Regions from separate parts of the Mus musculus genome. Here region 2 is linked to region 1. A link is a contact called in public HiChIP or PLAC-seq data. All regions are on one chromosome and are shown on one strand. Each heading gives the region's core, a stretch centred on a gene start, on an enhancer-like site or on the middle of the called end of the contact. The rest is flanking DNA. Distances are from core to core; before and after follow the strand shown.

Region 1 (7,097 bases), core at 519-3,018:
TGCGCATTTGCTTCTTGTTTCTGAGATCCTAGGTTCTGCTGCGTCAGGAAGTTTGGGTGTCTAGGGGAGAATGTTTCTAGCCAGGAACACAGAGATGGTTTCTTTATGTTTCAGACCCTTTCAACTTCTACATGATGGCGGATCTATCAGGATCTACAGGACCTATCGTCTTGATGGAGACTATCAAGGGCAAATGAACTGCTAGTGCCTACCGAGGGTTAGGCAAGTCCCCTTCTGGGTTGACATGAACAGATACCACTCCCACTAGAGAGGTCAGTGATGCTAGACTCAGGGAGCAGTCCCATCAAAGTCTAGCTTGGTGAACCAATGAGTTGACCGGGGTTGCTTAAGGGTTGGGGCTCACTCACAGTGCCATCGCTAGCTCAACGGCAGCTAGGTCAAAGGCACCTGAGTCCAGCTGGGTGGCCACTCAGAAAATCTGCATCCCTGGAGCTCCCAACACAACTAGCAGGCAGTGTCACTGAAGAGTCTCTGTTGTCCCAGCAACCCCTTACATCACCCACTACCTTGAAGAGGGCCTTCTAGAATCTTCCGAATCTCACGTCTGCCCCCCTCTTCAGTTTACAGCAAACAGCTACACAGTAGCAGTGAATGATCAGAATCCAGGGGTACCTCATTGTGTTAGTGTATTAATTCAAGAATCTTTTGATTATCAGTGAGATAAATTCCACTCAGGTTGGGTATGGCAAGATATGAACTTCATGGGAAGGCATCAAAACTAGAAACCCAGGAAGCAGAAGCTGGGATGTTAGTCAGCCATTTGTCTTTGAGCTCCTGTGTGTCAGTATCATTTTTTCTCCTAGTACATAGACTTGGCTTCTTCCACTTGACAGGAAATATGATTGCTGCAGCCATAGTTTGAACTGTGACTTACCTGGAATGGGGCTCCTTCTTAGTTATATACACAGAGAGAGAAATGGGGGGGGGGGAGGAGAGGGAGAAACACATATACATAAATAAAAAATAAAATCTTAAAGAAAGCTGGCTGGTGGTGATGGGACATGCCTTTAATCCCAGCACTTGGGAGGCAGAAGCAGGCAGATCTCCCTGTGCAACTGGAAACCAGCCTGGTCTACATAGTGCTTTCCAGGGTAGCCAGGGCTACATAATGAGTCTCTGTTTCAAAACAACAAACAATAAAATCCTCATAGCATTTAATCAAATAGGTACAGTACAGTGAAGGGGTCTTTTTAAAAAACAGATCTAGGGGCTGGTGAGATGGCTCAGTGGGTAAGAGCACCCGACTGCTCTTCCGAAGGTCCAAAGTTCAAATCCCAGCAACCACATGGTGGCTCACAACCACCCGTAATGAGATCTGATGTCCTCTTCTGGAGTGTCTGAAGACAGCTACAGTGTACTTACATATAATAAATAAATAATAAGTAAAAAACAGATCTAGAAGCCAGAAAGGTGCTCAAAGATCCTAAAATAGAGTAAGTGGGGATGAACTGAAAATTCTCGGCAGAAAAGGTGCCGAGCTGGAGCACAGAAAGGACCACAGCGGGTCCAGACCCGCACCACGGCCTCGCCAATTGCCGAGCCCCTGGGAAACCCAGGAAGGAGGCATTTCGTCGCCATGTCTGCAGCAAGGAGAACCAATGGATCCGTGGCGCCTCGCCAGGGTGGTTAGGAGATGACACCGGACCTACAAGGCTCTCGGGTCAAGCTGCGGGAGGAGGCAGTTCCTGCGCGGAGAACCGAACCGGCCCACGTGGGTCAGACCGCTCCGCCCAGCCGCGCAGACGCTGCTGGACTCCGCAGCCCGGGCTGGGGCTAGGGCCGCTGTGCCTGGACCAAGCAGCCGCGTCACCACGCGTGCACGCGCAGGTCCAGGAATCCCCCACCCTGCAGCGAGCAGGACCCGAGGGACCGTAGCAAGCCCCGCAGGAGCGGGCGCCTCTAGGCCGTGAGTCCGGGCCCTGATGGAGGGCTTGGGGCCCAGCCGCCGGAAAGCGGGTTAGGGAGCTGCCTCTGCAGAGATTAGGGTCGCAGAGCTCGGACCACTGCCAAGTCCGCCAATCCCCGTGCTACAGCCGCTCCCATGCCCCCATACTGTGGGTTAACTTGGGAAAATCCTGATCTTAGGATGTCTGCACTCATTTCACTGACTTTTTGAACCTGGATCCTTAGCCCCGCCCCACCCCAGCTTCCTTTGTGGCCAGATTTAGGACAAATTTTAAGAGAGGGAGAGGGAAAGAGAGTTGGAGGGGTGGGGTGGTGGTGGTGGTGGTGGTGGTGGTGGTGGTGGTGGTGGTGGTGGTGGTGGTGGTGGTGTCTTCAGGCCTTTTCTCACAAGCCAAAGGAGTGAAACATCTGTCCCAACCTCAGTCTCTCTTCATGACTTCTGCCCATTGCTGGGTGTGGGGAGGGTCGCTGCCACCCTATAGGGGAACCTTCTTAGTAGCTGCTTGATTGACTTAATAGTATGTCTCACTCACGAGGCCTCAGTTCTTCAAGTCATACAAATGTGGTCAGTAGCCGGGCATGGTGGCGCACGCCTTTGATCCCAGCACTCGGAAGGCAGAAGCAGGTGGATTTCTGAGTTTTCCAGACAGGGTTTCTCTGTGTAGCTCTTGCTATCCTGGAACTCGCTCTGTAGACCAGGGTGGTCTCAATCTCATGAGATCCGCCTGCCTCTGCCTCCCAAGCGCTGAGATTAAAGGCGTGCGCCGCCACCACTTAGCTTTTGTTCCTATTTCATAACTGTAATTTTGCTACTGTTATGAGACATCATGGAAATGTTTGTGGTTTTCTGTGGACTTATGAAATATACCTGTCTATATCTATACATCTGTATAGATGTAGACATATGTTCCTTTTACAAGTATTATTTGTTATTTAACAGGACATCTTTTTTAAAAAAAAATATTAGCATATCTGTGTGTGTGCATGTGTATGTATGCATGCATGCATGTGGGTGAACAGAGAGGCTGGGGGGTGGGGGCTGGTGTGAAGCCAGCGATGCCTACAGTTGTAAACCATCTGACTTGGGAACATGGGTCCTCTGGAAGAGCAACCAGTGCTCTTAACTGCTGAGCCATATCTCCAGCTCCTAAATTTATATTTTTAATTGAACGAGGGTCAGTGGAAAGGCTGTGGCAATCACCCAGGTCAAAATGACCAGGGCCAAAGGAGAGTTTGTCAAAATGTGGACAGTGAGGTGGGCATGGGAGGAGGGTCAGTAATCCAGGGTGCTCCTAGGCATGGCTAGATAGACTTGTCTTCAGATGGCAGAGCTGTCCTGCCCAAGGACCCTGGAAGGAGAGCTGTCAGGATGTGTAGATCTGAAGAACTGGTGGTAGGTCATAGGGTTGAGTAGGGGTTGAATCTGGGCTGGACACAGATCTGAGAGTCACCTACACAGGATGGTTCTTGAAGCTATAACAGGATGAAGTGACCTTGGGAGAAGTTTGTAGAGTGAAGAGATGGTGAGCCTTAGAGGGAAAACCCTGGGAGGGAGACAGACCAAATAATCAGAGAGAAGGGAGGGACACCATTGCAAGGTTCTTGGGCTCTAGGTTGCCATTCTATCCTGTCCTGCTCTGTCTCATTCTCCTTCTCCTTCCCAGTCCAGATGTTCGCTGCCATCCAGCCAGGACTAGCAGAGGGGGCCCAGTACCCAGGGAGCCTGCCTCCTGGAGTATGCCAACCAGACCTCCAACCAGACAATAACTCCAACTTTGTGGAGAGTGCTAAGGATGCCAATAAGAACTGGCATGGTGTGCCAGGCAAAGTGGATCCTATTCTGATAAGGAGCTCCTCTGAGTCACCCTCTGATAACCAGGTCTTCCAAGCCACCAGGCTCCCTGAGGCCGGAGTCCGCAGTCCCCCGGAGGGTGCGGAGATCCCTGGTGCTGAGCCAGAGAAGTTGAGCGGTGCCAGCAGTGTCTGCTCTCCTCTGGAGGACATTGGCTATGCCAGCAGTTCCTTGAGCATCGACAGCTTCAGCAGCAGTCCAGAACCTGTCTGCGATACCCCTCGAGGTCCGAGCCCTCTGGATCCCCTTCTGCCCTCCGTGGCCCAGGCCGTGCAGCAGCTGCAGGCTCAGGAGCGCTACAAAGAACAGGAGAAGGAGAAACACCACGCGCATTTGGTGATGTATCGGCGCTTGGCGCTGCTCCAGTGGATCCGGGCTCTGCAGCACCAGTTGGTCGACCAGCAGGCCCGACTGCAAGAGAGCTTTGACACCATCCTGGACAACCGGAAGGAGCTTATCCGCTGTCTGCAACAGAGGGAAGCACCTTGCAGGCACCAGGACCAGGGCTAAGGGTGTGCACAAGTGTGTGTGCACAAGTGTGTGTGTGCACAAGTGTGTGCATTTGCAGGCTTTTGAGTGGTTATACACAAGGAAGGATGTGAGTATTAGCTGGCATGTATGCAAGTAAGCATAAGTGAATATCTATATGCTAACATGTAAGCAGGTATGTAAGGCATGTGTGTTTATGTATGCATGTGTGGCTAGGTACCCAGGAATGTGTATATATATTCCTGAATGTAGAGACAAAAGATATATATGCATGTGTATCAGTTTATATGTACAGGCTTGTGTTGGGTGTGTGTTGAGACTTACACGTTCCAGTGCTGGCATAAGAAACATGTGCTAGGAATGTGTGTGTTTGCAGAGACTTAAGGGCAGGTGTGTGTAAATGTATGTTCAATTGCACCTGCAGGGCGTCCACCCATCTCCTGTGTTCCCAAAGTCTACCCCAGCCTTATATTCTACTGAGTCTCACCTCCCAGCTTCCTAGAGATAGAAGCCTCTCCCACTGTCATAGATCTGAGGGCTGTGGCCTGTTCTCCTGTTCTGAGGGCTGTGGCTGACCTGTTCTCCTGCAGTTTCCCAGGCTACCTTTCCTATCCCTTCCCCTCCAACCTTGCTCTAAGACCACTGTCCCTAATGTTGGCTTGTTCCTAAGAGTTTTTTTTTTTTTTTTAATTTGGGGTGGTTGCTTTTTGTTTATTTTGCTTATTACTGTACAAGGAATTGAGCCCAGAGCCCTGTGCATGCTAGGCAAATGTCCTACCACTGAGCTGCACACCTAGCCCCGGTTCAGAGATTTATTGGCTGCACTGGCCTTCCTGTGCACAGGACAATTTGTGGAGAATTGGTCTCAAGGGAGGGAACTGGCACAGTGGCGGAGGCTGCAGCAGGGGTGGGAGTGGAGATAAAGAAAGATATAAGAAACTGTCCTCTTAGCTGGGTTCTGGTGGTGCACATCTTTAATCCCAGCACTCAAGAGGCTGAGGCAACTGGAACTCTGAGTTCCAGAACAGCCTGGGCTACAGAGTGAGTTCAAGGACAGCCAGGCTACATATAGAAACCCAAAAGAAAGAAAGAGGAGAGAGAAAGAGAGAGAGAGAGAGAGAGAGAGAGAGAGAGAGAGAGAGAGAGAGAGAGAGAGAGAGAGAAAGGGAGGGAGGGAGGAAGGAAGGAAGGAAGGAAGGAAGGGAGGGAGGGAGGGAGGGAGGGAGGGAGGGAGGGTGGGTGTGTTGTTTTGAACCCTGTCTGGCTCCTCTGTGGGAGGTGGCGGTGGGAGAGAATGACTCTGGTAGAACTCTGTGAAGAACAGGAGAATTCCCAAAACACCATCCTGCTCCACTGTGAGGAGAGGCCGAAAGCCATACTGAGTTAAGTCTGTAGAATGGGACTGTGCATATAAGCATGCAGATCATGGGCCAGATGCACCAAGGCCACGGGCAGTTGGGGGACCTCCCTTCTCTTCACCTTTCCCTCCTCTGCCTACGTCGCTTTAGCAGCAGTGAATGTCAGATTGGTTTGGTTCATTTTTCAGAATCGGACTTTCTGGAGAAGCCAGAGCTCAGCTTTCTAAGCAGTCAGAGGACAGGGTCAGTCCAGCTTCCCGAAGCTCTTAGGACATGCGGCCCCTTTGAACAGGGATTGGCAGGCCCTAGGGAAGGCTTCATGCTGTGAGGTTGAATGTGTATTGGGTAGGTCAGTAGTTAAGGTTCTGGAGCCCTTTGTTTTGTTTCTGGGTGTCAAGGTAAGGCAGGATCCTAGTGGGTGAAGCAATGACTCAAAGGAGGAGCAGCAGCAGGTGACAGGGACAGCACCTGTGCTGTGTCTGGCCTCAGTCTCCCCATCTGCAAAGTGGGGACCCTTCCCGCACCATCTCCAAACAGTTCTATCCTTGATGGGAGGGTAGGTGAATTGTGAGCCCTGGGGACTTTTATAGTACTTGCATGTTGAATGTGAATCTGGCCTCTGGGCCGATGCAGCATAAATAAACTAAGGGAGCAAATTCAATTGTTCCAGGATATGTTTTTGTTCTATCTGTTGCCTGGTGGTCTCTTTCACAATGAGTTCCACTTTTAAGCTGGAGCCAAATGCTCGAAGCCTAGGGATTATGGGGACAAGAAAAGCAGAAATCAATCAATCAATCAATCAATAAAAGAAAAGCAGGATTTTCCCAGCAGTGTCAGGGCCTCCCAGGCCGACAGTGGAGATTTGGCCCCTGCTGTAATAGCACCACAGGGGATTGCCCTTGTCCTGAGTCACACTTGTATTTGAACAGATTTGGAAGGCACATACCATAGATCCCTGTCCTGAAGGGTGCCTTGACTGCAAAAGGCCAAGGGTCATACTGGATTTGGTGGCCCAGGTCTTTAATCTCAGTGCTTGACAGGCGGATCTCTTGAGTTCGATGCCAACCTGGTCTACAGCGAGTACCAGGACAGCCAAGGCTATACAAAGAAACTCTGGGCACTGGAAAAAAAATGGCTCCAAGTTTAAGAGCATGGTTGCTCTTCCAGAGGACCCTCCCTGGTTCAACTCTCAGCACCTACATGGAAGCACACAACTGTCAGAATTCTCAGTCCCAGAAAACCCAACACCGGCATATAGACATACATGTGAGCAAAACACCATTCCATGGGGGTTGTGTGATGGGGAGGGGGGACCCTGTCTCCAAAACAAAACAAAACAAAACAAAAAACACGGGGTCCTTACATGGCTCTGACACAGACGTAGTTTTATTTTACCTCATTGTCATACTACAGACTGAACCCAGAACCTGCATATGTGAGACTCAGCCCGATGAGCTGTGCCCCAGCCATAA
Region 2 (7,238 bases), core at 1,819-4,318, 34 kb after region 1:
AATAGTAAGAATTAGAAGCTCCATAATTAATATCGATTAGACATGATAACCCTAAGAACAGAACAAAAGAGGAGGCCATGAAGAAGAGAGATCCCGGGCTGGAGAGATGGCTCAGTGCTTAAGAGCTCTGACTGTTCTTCCAAAGGTCCTGAGTTCAAATCCCAACAACCACATGGTGGCTCACAACCATCCATAATGAGATCTGACACCCTCTTCTGGAGTGTATGAGTGTATGAAGACAGCTACAGTGTACTTACATATAATAAATAAACAAATCTTTTAAAATAAAGAAGAAGAAGAAGAGAGATTCCCCCCAAAAAAGAGAGAAGCGGGGCCCGAGTGCTGGCTCAGCAGGCAAGGGGACTTGCTGACAAACCTGACAACTTGAGTTCAATACCCAGGACCCACACGATGGAAGGAGAAACCTGATTCCAGAACTTTGTCCTCTGAGCTCCCCATGTGTGTCCCTTCCACTAAATAAACAAATGTAATAATAAAAAGAGAGGTGAGAGAAGGTTGGAAATATGGTTGAGTGGGAGGTGCTTGCCTAGCATATCACAGACATGCTTGTCCCCAGTCCTCACCCCTTAGCTGACCAGAAAGGTGAGAAGGGTCAAGATTTGTCAAGAGAGAAGATGACAGATTGGTGCAGCAGAGTTTCAAGGAGGACAACTTCAACAGCCACCAGTACTGCTGGGCATCCCTCTGCAGGGCTAGTCACTCTCTGCTCCAAAAGAAACGGCTGCTGACCTGGATGAGTTGTTGTGAGTGTCCTGGAGTGGCAAGGGACAGATTGCAGTGATTTAGGAAATAGGAGGAGGTGGGAAGGAGGAGGAGACGCTCTTAAGACAATGAATGGAAGAGAGAGAGAGGGGGGGGCAGAGAGAGAGAGAGAGAGAGAGAGAGAGAGAGAATGAATGGTGGAAGGCAAGGAGGAAACTTTCCCCAGAAGATTCAACATTTTAAGGTGGAAGGGAGATTTGACCATATTTGTATGTGTGGGGAGGGGGGTGTTCTAGTAGAGAACAAGAATCTAAAAACGCAGGCAGGAGAGAGGTGGGGGAGGAAGGAGAGTCGACAGAGCAGGTTTCCAGAAGAGCTGGGAGCTGTAGGATGTGAGCACCAGTGAGCAATTAGCTGGGAACACTTGTGAGATGGGCGGCGGAGGAGGTGGGGATGAGAACAACGGTGAGCAGACTTCCTTTGGTGGTGGTGGTTCAGGGAGATGAGAGGCTCTGCCTGCCATGGGCTTAATCCTCGCTGTAGAGGAGGAGGCGTGCAGAGGTGGAGAGATGGCCCAGTACTTAAAGATGCTCGTTGCTCTTTTGGTTCGCTTGCTGCTCTTTTTGGTCTGTTTGTTTCTTTTTTTGTTGTTGTTGGCTGCTCCCAGTTCTTTTTTGTTTGTTCGTTTGTTTGTTTGTTTGTTTGTTTGAGACAGGATTTCTCTGTGTAGCCCTGTCTCTGAACTCACTCTGTAGATCAGGCTGGCCTCAAACTCAGAGATCCACCTGCCTCTGCCTCTGGTTCTCCATCATTGCCCAGCGTGCTTGGGGCACTTGCAGAGGCCCTGGGTTTAGTTGTCAGCACCCGGTGAACAGGGCATGATGATACACACCTGTTATCTCATCATCAGCAAGACAGAGGCCAGAGGACTGAAATTCAAGGTCATCCTCAGCTACATGGCGAGTTTGAGGCCAGCCTGGGATATAGGAAACCCTGTTTCAAAAAGGCTGGGCATAAAGACTATTTTTCTGTCAACACAGATGGAGACTGAGAAGGCAGGCAGGCAGGCAGGCAGGCAGGCAGGCAGGCAGGCAGGCAGGCAGGCAGGCAAGCAGGCAGGCAGGCAGGCAATGCTAGTGCCCAGCCTCCATCCCCCTTTACTCCAACTCTTCTCAAGGGTCTGATAGCAACAGGGAGACTAACAGACAAAAATCTTCATTTAAGATGGTGGTATATATCTTTGATCTCAGTGCTTGGGAGGCAGAGGCAGAGGCAGAGGCAGAGGCAGAGGCAGAGGCAGAGGCAGAGGCAGAGGCAGAGGCAGAGGCAGAGGCAGAGGCAGAGGCAGAGGCAGAGGCAGAGGCAGAGGCAGAGGCAGAGGCAGAGGCAGAGGCAGAGGCAGAGGCAGAGGCAGGAGATCTCTATAAGTTCAAGGCCAGCCTGGTCTACATAGTGAACTCCAAGCCAGCCAGGCTTCTATAGTGAGATTCTTCCTAAACAAACAAACGAACAAACAAACAAATACAAATTTAAAATCCTCATCCAGTCTCTGTGTCTAGCATTGTCTCATAGCTGGGCAGTCCCTCTATGCCAGTCCCTGTACCTACGTGCGATGACACCTTTTCATGTCACCATTAGGGCTGTGTTATCCTTCTCTGCCCATGAGAAAACAGGCCCAGAGAAGTCTGGAAATCTGGACAGCCAGGTAACAGGGCAGTCAAGTGTAGCACTGTTGGCTTGGACAAATCAGAGACCTCTTTTAGAAAGTGAAGCCTGAGGCCCACAGTGATAAACAAGGAAGGGGAGGATCATTTTATGGTGGGAGATCCCCAGAGCCAAGGGTAGAAGCATTTGTATTGATGTCACGTTCGTTTAGAACTCTCTCATTTATAGTTTAATTGGGGCTATTCACTTATTGGTGCTGTGGATTGAACCCAGGACATCAGGCATGCTACTCCCAGACTTTATTATTGAACTCTACCTCAGTCTCTAGTGTTTATTTTTCCATTAAAATCTTTATGTATACATGTGTGTATGTGTTTAATTCATTTTTTGGTGGGGACGGGGTTTCATATAGCCCACGATGACATCATGATGTAGCCCAGGATGACCTTGAATTTTCTGACCATTTTAAGTGCTAGGAATACGGCATGCACCACCATACTGTTTAGGTAGGGCTGGGGTTCGAACTTAGGGCCCTGGCAATGCTAGATGAGCACTCTAACAAGTGAGCTTTAGCTCCCTCCTACTCTACAGTTTTATAAAGTAGACATTACACTTTATTCCTCAGGCAAGGACATTGGGACCTAGACGGGAAGTAGCTTTCATTAAAGGCAGAGCTGGGGCCACACCCAGGTTCTGCTTTTTCCTCATCATTCTTTACATCACTATTAGGCCATCCAGACACAAACCCACACTGCTCTCTGACTGGCCCATGCTCCTCATCACACAGGGTCATTAGCTAGGTCTCGTTATAGGAGACCAAGACTAAGAAAAGGTCATACTCCACATAGATACCTCCCCTCTATCCCCAAGAACTGACAGTGTGAACCAGTGTCTGTAGGGCAGGAAGTTGATCTTTAGGCAGGGCTTTTGAACTCTGACAGATCTGGCTCTGAGCTGAGGGACAGGGTTCTTAGGTGAGGAGGAAAAAGGTGTGTGTGTGTGTGTGTGTGTGTGTGAGGGGGGGGGTTGTTAACAGGGAACAGTCATGGTCCTAGATAAAGGAGATTTTGTAGAATTTAGGCAGGAGGCTTTCTGTGTCTTTTTCAGAGAGACAAGCACGCTGTTTACCGGGAAGCTCAAAGGTGACCAGGAGTGGCTATAAGAAAGAGAAGGACAACCAGAGTGGCTTGCTGAGCCTGGCACAAGGCCAAGTCCTGCACAGTTAGGGACAGGTGCACACGTCCGTGAACTCTCACATGAACTGTGTGTTAAGGAGTGTGGTGGCATCATGAGCAGGCTTAGGTCCCAGGTCCAGAGAATGGCAAGGGATTCTCCACCTTTGGCTCCGTGGAGGGACCCATCCAAAAGACAGAGCACAGCACATTAAGACCTGGCACGACCTAGCTCCCGCCACCCCTCAGCTTGTCTCACCCTGGTGCCGGCCATGCTAGAAGCCCCTGGCTATTTAATGCCTCATTAAATGACATCGCTCATTAAGTTGATCTTTCTCATCCCCTTAGTCTCCCTGTTCTGAGTTGTCACCTCTGTCACTCCCAGCCTGGGGCTGGCTTAATTTTCAGTGGCTCCCACACCAAGGATCCTGCAGAGGCTGCTGTCAATGCTGCGACACAGATTCCACTGATCCAACCTGAACTCCCTTTAGGGGATGTGGCTGGCTTCTTAATGCTTGTGCAAGACCCCACAAACTGAGGGGCTAAAGGGACAAGAATTTGTTCTGTCATGTTTTTGTGTGCAAAGAGGTCCTTCACAGGGCTTTCCTTGGTTTCGAGCCTTTTCCTGGGGGCCTCTGATGGCTTGTTGGTGATCTATAATGTTGAGTTTATATGTGTAGGCTCATCTCTGTCTTCATCTTTGCCTGGTGTTCTCTGTCTGTCTCTGTCTCTCCTCTGTCTCATCTCTGTCTCTGTCTCTCTCATTCCATATTGGCGGGGGCGAGGGGGAGTTGTGTCCAAAGTTTATCTTTTTTATAAGGACATCAGTCATATTTGATTACCCCCCCCCCAAAATGACCTTATTTTAACATGCTTGCCTTTGTGATGAGCCTATTTCTAGGTAAGGCAACATCATAAGGTCATAGGGGTTAGGAATCTCCTCCTCTTCCTTCTACTCTTGTTTGGTGTGCACAAATACGTGTGTGTGTGTGTGTGTGTGTGTGTGTGTGTGTGTGTGTGTGTGTGTATGTGTGTGTGTGTACAGATAAGTATGCAGAGATCAAAAGACATCTTTCAGCTCCCTTTCTACCGTGGGTCTGAGGGACACAGGACTGTCTGGCTCTGACTTTAACCTTTCATCCTTGTTTTTAATAGTCATAATAAATGGGCTATCCTGGAACCCACTTTGTAGACCAGGCTGGCCTTGAACTCAGAGATCTGCCTGCTTCTGCCTGCTTCTGCCTTCCCAGTGCTGGAATTAAAAGCTTGTGCCACCAATGCTCAGTTCATTCTTTTCGTTTTTTTATTTTTTAAGAATTGTGTGTCTCTGCGTGAGTGTGTGCATTTGATTGCAGCTGCTTGAGAGGGCCGGAGGCATCACACCCCCCGAGGCTGCCATTACAGGCGATAGTGAGCCACTCCGAGTGGGTGCTGGGCATCGAGCTTGGGTCCTCTGCCAGAGCAGTTAATGCTTCCAAGGAGCCATCTCATCGAAGTCCTTATTTAAAATTTGTTCAGAAATCTCGAACACTTCAGCTGTAGCCACCATATTAGCAATATAAGAAACGGAAAAAAACACCCCCCCCCAAAAAAAAGAGGGCTGGAGAAACAGCTCAGTGGTTAAGAGCACTGACTCTGCTCTTCCAGAGGCCCTGAGTTCAATTCCCAGTAACCACATGGTGGCTCACAACCATCTGTAATGGGATCCAATGCTCTCTTCTAGTGTGTGTGAAGACAGCTACAGTGTACTCATATACATAAAATAAATAAATAATTCTATAAACAAACAAACCAACAAAAAGCATCAAAGGGCCAGACAATAGCTGCCCTTTAATCCCAGCACTTGGGAGGCAGAGGCAAGAGAATTTCTGAGTTTGAGGCCAACCTGGTCTACAGTGGGAGTTCCAGTACAGCTAGAGCTACACAGAAAAACCCTGTCTCAAAAACAAAACTAAACTAAGCTAAAAGGGACAAAGCCAATTCCATTCTACAGGAGGGCTTACATTACAGCTCTCCTGTGAGCACCGTGTGTCTATAAGAAACCACCACCCCGAATGACAGGGTCTCAGGAATGAGTTTTGGAAGGACAGAGTTCGTGTCCTGTCGAAGAACAGAGATAGGGAGAAGATAGGTTGTAAAAGGAGCAGGAGATTAAAACAAAATAATTTTCAGGGTAGTGTTTATAAAAGAGGAGCTGGACCCAGCTCAGTGGTAGTACAGGAGCTCTGCTTGGACATTCTCTGGTGGGGGACAGGTGGCCAGACCCTTTCCCTCCTCCCTCCTGCCGGACTCTGCCCTGTTGTAGGTAGTTGTGGAAGGAGTAGTCTACAAGAGGTGGAAGATTAACTGGGGGACCGCCTACAAAGGAAACTCTGTGAGTCTTCCCCGATGCTAAGCTAGTCTTTCGTGGTGCAGACGAGCTACCTATTATCCTCTCGGTTTGGTAAACATGTTGGCTCACCAACATGGATTTGAAACGACTTGGTTTTTTTGGCCTGCTCTATGTGGGGTGAATAGAAAGAGGCTCCCCAGGAAAAGTCACGCACCAATTGGCCAGAGGATGTTGGTTTGATGTATTAGAGGGTGTTTCTACTTATAGACATAGGGAAAAGATGCCATTCTGTGGAACTCAATGGATGGGAAAAGTGAAGACCCAGGAAATCCATGGAGAGAGGGGTTAACTGTGGCTATTTCAGGGAGACACTGATGGGTTTGTACATTGTTAAGTTCTCCAGAGCACATAGATTTGTGTAGACCTATGTACAACAATTTACAGAGATTTGAATTTAAGAGAACCTCATCATATCAAAATTATATCCTGAGGGCTGGGGATGTAGCTCAATGACTTAGCTTGCACGAAACCCTGAGTTTCATCTTGAACACCATTTAAACATCCTAGCACACAGGAGACAGAGGCAGGAAGATCAGAAGTTCAGGGTCTTTCTTGGCTGTGTGTCAAGTCTGAAGCCCATCTGGGCTACACAAGGTCTTCTTTTGTTGGGGTTTTGTTTTGTTTTGTTTTGTTTTGTTTTGTTTTGTTTTGTTTTGTTTTGTTTTGTTTTGAGACAGGGTTTCTCTGAGTAGCCCTGGCTGGCCTTGAACTCACAGAGACCCTCTTGTCTCTGCCTCCCAAGTGCTGGGACTAAAGGCTTGTGCCACCAAGCCCAGCAAGATCCTGTTTTGTTTTTGTTTTTAATGATAAACACATAATAAAACCAAGAAAGAGAGTGACACATTTTCTTCAGTAATTAGCCACTGCTAAGGCTTCTGTGCCTTTGCAAACAGTCTAAGAAAACTCATTGGATCATTTAAAGAAGAAAAAAAGAGAAAAGACATGAAGGCCGAAGAGGGGCGGAGCCAACGGGGGGGGCGGAGCCAACGGGGGGGGGGGAGGCACACAGAATGGTAACAGGGGCAAGGCTGATCAAATACAGTGGGTGCACATATAAAAATGCAATAATTGGATCATTACTATATATAATTAACATATGGAAATGAAACGTTTGAAAATAAGTTATCTCATGAAAATAAATAAAATGAACAGTGACGGCAGTAAGATGCTCCGTCCACCTGTCAGGAGCTTCAACATTCTTTTTGCTCACAAATGTGAACACTGTTCATAACAAACGCATACCGTGTAGTCTAGCACCTAATAAGTAGTCCCAAGGTACAAAGCCC

What was found. HiChIP or PLAC-seq counts read pairs in DNA pulled down with a chosen protein or histone mark.
Region 2: a contact with region 1 is called in an H3K4me3 HiChIP or PLAC-seq map of intestinal crypt epithelium, with 11 read pairs. The contact joins the enhancer-like site here to the promoter of 5730409E04Rik in region 1. A contact is called at or near these places in 12 of 39 promoter capture datasets (cranial neural crest, embryonic stem cells, frontonasal cranial neural crest and 7 more), 1 of 15 datasets of contacts at CTCF or cohesin (the G1E-ER4 cell line), 3 of 484 Hi-C or Micro-C datasets (the G1E-ER4 cell line, the MC38 cell line and nephron progenitors), 10 of 115 datasets of contacts at active chromatin or transcription factors (embryonic hindbrain, embryonic midbrain, embryonic stem cells and 5 more) and 4 of 9 other capture datasets (adipose tissue, embryonic stem cells, liver and 1 more).

Annotation. Positions count from the first base shown.
Region 1 is chr4:126,608,086-126,615,182 of GRCm38.p6, forward strand. 5730409E04Rik (RIKEN cDNA 5730409E04Rik gene) reads left to right here and starts at 1,769. Exons shown (of 2, transcript NM_001145950.1): 1 at 1,769-1,927; 2 at 3,591-6,286. The coding sequence starts at 3,596. The coding sequence ends at 4,288. It overlaps Gm40250 (a long non-coding RNA gene), which reads right to left and starts at 6,700. Exons shown (of 2, transcript XR_868150.2): 1 at 6,572-6,700; 2 at 6,282-6,377.
Region 2 is chr4:126,640,948-126,648,185 of GRCm38.p6, forward strand. No RefSeq gene overlaps it. Among named protein-coding and RNA genes, the nearest start is that of Gm46870, 24 kb to the left of the region's middle. Within about 2 kb of position 3,069, at least 9 of the 459 cell types and tissues checked have an H3K27ac peak or open chromatin away from gene starts, as enhancers often do. A contact at or near this core is called in intestinal crypt epithelium and intestinal villus epithelium, where this site is marked.